Regions from separate parts of the Danio rerio genome. Here region 1 is linked to region 2. A link is a contact called in public Hi-C data. All regions are on one chromosome and are shown on one strand. The core of a region is the stretch at or near the end of the contact, and the rest is flanking DNA. Distances in the headings are between cores, read along the strand shown.

Region 1 (2,819 bases), core at 70-2,569, 130 kb before region 2:
TCATCACAAATATTTGTTTGACAAGTAATATTCACCACAAAAAAATAATGATCTTTATAGGCCTCTCTAATGTAATACTGAACATTAACAGTTGTGCAAACATCTTCAGGATTTCGTACAAATTTCAATAACCCATCCTAACTTAAAAGACTGGTTAATTTTTACTGACTACAATTTCAGATGTCAGGCTTCACATGGTAAATATTAAGTTAAACACACAGCACTAAACAGGAAGAAAACAGTTACTGACATAAGCTGATCTTTTCACCCTTGACCACATCACGGTCGCATTATATTTAGGCAAACATACTATAAATGTATCCAGTAAAGAGTGTCAGCCAATCAAGACAAAGACTAGGTGATAAGTTGTAGTTCATGATAGGGTGTATTAATATGCAGCACTCTTGCATAAGGCTGTGACCTGATAACAGTCCCATAGCCAGCTTCTCTGAATATGCCAAGAGCAAAGTACAAAAGTCTGAATGAACTGTTGTCAATTAAGGACCTTGACTTCAACCTCCAAAAAAAAAGTGAATTCAGGGAGCCAACAGGTGGTTTCCAAATCAAGTTGACAAGGAGATAAACAACATTCAATGAACTTCACAGAGACAACTGTTGCTTTAGATAGTGTGTGAAATCTGACAGTTGGTGAAGCACCAGATCTGTTAAAGTGCTGTGTAGTTTATCTTTGCCTGTACAGATGCCAGTGTAAGCTATCAATCAACACACACACCTTTCTAAACCTCCACCCTGCTACCAAACAAATGTGATTCTATCATTCCTAACAGTCAATCAACTCTCGTAAAAAGCAACTTCAGCTCAAAACAAGCCCTCCGTAGCTCAAACTTATAGAAAGAGATCACTACCAAGTGCACTTGAGATCAGCTAGCGGAGGCTACTTACCGTTGCGCTTCTGTTGTGCCTCTCAAACACGCCCAGACATCTAGCCGAGCACCAGAAAGCGGGTTCTTACCAGCGAAGACGGCAGAAAAGCGAAGCGCTGCTGTTTCTGTCACGGCGCTGAATTAAAAACACTCATTTAGAGACGGGAGCGCGCCGCTATGCTAACTCAACTCATAAAGAGACGCGCGCGTGTGCGTGACAGAGTGACGCGACGCTGCTCTTCCTTCACGACTATCACCCCTCGAGTCGCGTTCGTCATTTAAACAAATAACGCGTCATGTAACCGCTTGTACTAACGTAATAGACTACAATACTTCCCCAAATATCGTCTGTACTGACCCTGCTGTTGCTCGGATGGTACGAGGAGATGGCGGCACTTCCGCTTCCGTTTCCCCGCTGCCGGACGGACCGCGCCCCCTTGCGCGCTCCCTGATTTGAATATTCATAAGCCGTGGCGATACGACGTTTGGGTAGTTTTACTTTTTGTGCATTTCTTGAAAAAAGTGAGAAAGTTCGTTTTATGTTTCAGAGTCAATGAGTAAATGAAGATATGGTGCCAGATCAGTCTCAAAAATAATACATTTACAAAATATCATTCCTACATGCACAGCACAATTCACATTTGCAAAATCCAATTTGTAAATTCAAAATAAGATAAAAAAAATTACACAAAACACGATTCATTCGTGCCACAATTAGTAAATACGCAAATGCAATTTGTAAATAAAAAATATATATACAAATCCAATTTGTAAATTCAAAACACGATTCGTAAATACATAATTCCAACTTGTTAATTCAAAACATGATTCGTAAATACACAAATTCAATTTGTATATTCAAAACACAGTTCAAAAATACACAAATCCAATTCATTTGGTGAATATATGTGTGACGTATGAAATTGGATTTTGTAATTTAATTTAATTGTAATTTTTGAGGCGACGCAGTAGTGCAGAAGGTAGTGCTGTCGACTCACAGCAAGAAGGTCACTGGGTCACTGGTTCGAGCCTCGGGTGGGGCAGTTGGCGTTTCTGTGTGGAGTTTGCATGTTCTTCCTGTGATCGCCTGGGTTACTTCCTGGTGCTCCTGTTTCCCCCACAGTCCAAAGACATGCGGTGAATTAGGCTTAATTGTCCGTAGTATGAGTGTGTGTGTGGATGCTTCCCAGAGATGGATTGTGGCTGGAAGGGCAACCGCTGCGTAAAAACGTGCTGGATAAGTTGGCGGTTCATTCCGCTGTGGCGATGCCGAATTAATAAAGGGACTAAGCCGAAAAAAAATGAATGAATGTAGTTTTTGAGACTGATCTGGCACCATAATTGTCATAATTGTAAGCAGTGCCCTCAGAAATTAGTAAAGTTCTAGGAAATAATGTAGAATTTTGTATAGATTTTAGTCTTCAAAATTATAAATTAAGTTTAAATTAAGTTATAGGTTATAAATTAAGTTATAGGTTAACCAAAATTGTCATTTAAACTCTTTTCCATCATTCTTTCTTCTTTTTGTTTTTCTTTCCTTACTTTTCATCTATTTATTTAATTATTTATTTATTTTTGAAGCAGCAGTGCTAGAATATTTTAACAACAATGACAAAATCTTGCATCATGATTTTTATATTCATCCAAACCAATATAATTGCACGGTTTTGGTGTCGTAGTAAGTTAGTACTGAAGAAGAGTTGACTGAAGCCGTGACAGCAGTCCTGAGTGCGGTATTAACTCGGCAGATAAAACCGGGCGTCATGTTCACCTATACAAGCGGGTGAGTTATGAGGAGATGACAAGTATTTCCCTGGTATTTTCTTTCCTAAATTTATAATGTGATGCTATTTCATGAAGTAGCCACATAGGGGCGATGTCCTCAATTAAATAAAATAATACAGATTTCTGACCTGCACAAAAAATGAGCAATGC
Region 2 (2,700 bases), core at 77-2,576:
CAGCGTCAGAAGGAGTTTGGTCTGATTGCTCAGCTTGTCGAAGTCGATCTGGTTCCGCCGGTGATGGACAGGGAACGCAGATGCTAACAAATGTAGTTGAGCCAGCAGCAGCGAGAGAAGCAGCGATGAGGAGGAGTCACCCAGCACTGTGGAGGAGAGCAAATCATTGATGCACAGTCACACACAACAGTATGTCTGTCAAATAGCCAATGTCACCCCTGGACTGTGTTTCCACATGTCCAAAATCAATAATCTCAGCCAGAGGATGCTTCTTTTATCTTTTGAGGAGAAGGAAATCACTCACTTTTCCATCTCAATTGCATCTCACTTTAGGAAGCAACTCACCAGCAGGCTGCTGTGTGCCCTGAGCGAGTAACACTTGATCCATTATTACTGTCGACATGATAAATGCCTCTCTAATGAACTAACCACAAGAGCCTCAAGCCATTATCCTGTCAAACTAACTTTATCCATTAACACTTACAACCTGACCAGGTTTCAATCAAAAAGTCCCATGTTTATTATTAACATTAAAGGCTTGTCAGTTCAAGAAGTCTGTAGGGGGATGATTACTAGTAACTCTTAAAAAACAAAGGTTTATTATTGCTAATGAGGGGTCCATAAAGAATCTTTAACATTCATCAAACCTTTTTATTACACATGCTTTTTTTTAAACAGTAAAAAAGGTCATTTTAATTAAAATGAAAGTTATTTAAGTAAAAAAAAAATAGCTCTTTTAAGAACTGAACACTAACATGCGTTTTTAAAAACCTGTCTTTTCAGAGGCGAGTGCTCTAATTACAAATGCTTAGATGCTTTAAAGCAACAAGTGTCAACAATGGAAATAATGACTAAATGTAAACAAATATAACAGAGCTACTATATATTAAATTAGACACTTACATTTCATATTTGTCCAAGTCCTTGTTTTAAAAGGTAGACACGTCGCAAATAAATACGCAGAAGAATAAATATTTAAATAAACAAAAGTGTACAAATTAATAAATAAATGAACGTCCAGATGTTGTCACGTGCTCCAGAGTTGGTCTCCCTCTCTCAGTATCCGCGCGAACGGCTCGCGACAGTAGTTTAACAGAGGCAGAGCGTGAGGTGAAATGAATGAATGAATGGCAGAAGTGCAGAATTAGCGAGAACAAGAAAAAAAGGACCAAAAACTCGACTCTGTCCAGTCCCAATAGCCGTTTAGTTTTAACAAACGCGAATGAGGATGGAAATATACACACGGCGAGGGTCAGAGAGGTGTATAGAGGGAGAGACAGAGAGAGAGAGAGAAGGATGCGAGTCTAATTTTTCGCGAAGTGAAATGTTTAGGCTTGTTTAAAACTTCCTTTATAAAGACGGGGGTATGACACATTCTGAGTCATCAGTTCATTCATAAAAACACTCTCACACACACATGCACAAACAGACACACACACTCTCTCTCTCCTCAGAGCGCGCTTCCCGCCCCTCGGCGTCTCCTTTTGCGAGTTTTTGAAAGAAAAAAAAAGACATTTCTGTTGTTTTTATTTTTTTCATCCTCTGGCAATATCATTTTCTCTAGGTCTGCCTATCTCTCCTGCTATCTCTCTTCCTCTGCTCCATCCCGCTACGAGATCTATGCCAATCAAATCGTCCATCTCTTTATCTTTTCATCTTCAGATCTCTTCCCTTCTCTCCCTACAAAAGTTTAAAAAGCCCTTTGTTTCTTTTTATATCGGCCAATCTGAGTTTCATAACTTTCCCGGTGTGTCTTTCTCTCAGCCCCGTTATATTAGGAATAAACACACTATTTGCATAATGTAAAGGGAAGCTCCATTGCATGTATTTACCATATACACAAATTCAAACTTGTCCTGAGACAGCAGTCTGTTATTTCCACTCTTTTGCCTCTTTGACGCTCCCCCTTCTTTCTCTCCAGGGTAAAGGAAAGAGTGAGAGAAGGAATAAAAAGAGTAAGGTGTTGCAGAGTAAGGCCTGTACGTGTTGCATAGTAACAGTTATAAGGAACTTGCAGAACATTAGCACTAACCCTTCAAGAGAGACAGACAGAGTTAGAGAGAGAGAGAGGGGGAAGGTTAATTTAGCATATACAGAAAGCAGTGCATGGCACTGGAAACACGGAGTCACATGCAATAAAGCATAGCACAGTGTTTGCAACAGAAGTGGAGAGGAGTTTCCAGACCGGGAGAGAAAGTATGAGGGGTTAATGCGACCTTAAATACACATGCGGCATTAATAGCTGACCTTTCCAGATTCACGAAAAGTGAAGAAAAACTCACTCAGAGGTGTAGAAACGACTTCAAACGTGTGCAAGGGGCACACATGAAGGTATGGGAATGATTATCTAAGCACTGAAGTGTTGGCACAGTAGGTAGTTCATGGGCACTGAGGTTTAATTCCGGGCTTTCCTGATCCTGTCATCCATTTTCTTGTCACTTTAACACCTAGTTTGGAGGTGATGTGTAACAAACTTCTGTAGTCTGTAAAACCTGCATCGTTAAATAATGTAAATCAGTTTTCATATTCATATTTCATAATTGCGAACAGAGACAGTGTCTATCACATCTGATATAAAAAGTTATTTATTTTATGAATTTTCAGCATCATCTTATAGGAAATGAAAAGAATAGACTGGCTTCGCCGATTACCCTAAAACCCTAGATATCGCTTTCATTTCATATCGCTGTCATTGACATA

What was found. Hi-C and Micro-C count contacts between places; a contact is called where the count stands out from the background.
Region 1: a Hi-C map of hematopoietic stem cells shows a contact between it and region 2, with 1.7 times the contacts expected there. The contact joins the promoter of epn1a here to the promoter of il11a in region 2. A contact is called at or near these places in 2 of 18 Hi-C or Micro-C datasets (caudal fin and hematopoietic stem cells) and 1 of 4 datasets of contacts at active chromatin or transcription factors (embryo).

The regions. Positions count from the first base shown.
Region 1 is chr16:13,093,741-13,096,559 of GRCz12tu, reverse strand. epn1a (epsin 1a) reads right to left here and starts at 1,319. Exons shown (of 14, transcript NM_001328116.1): 1 at 904-1,319.
Region 2 is chr16:12,960,643-12,963,342 of GRCz12tu, reverse strand. It overlaps il11a (interleukin 11a), which reads right to left and starts at 1,326. Exons shown (of 5, transcript XM_693882.11): 1 at 904-1,326; 2 at 1-146. The coding sequence starts at 910. All of the region lies in intron 1 of LOC141378180 (a long non-coding RNA gene), which reads left to right.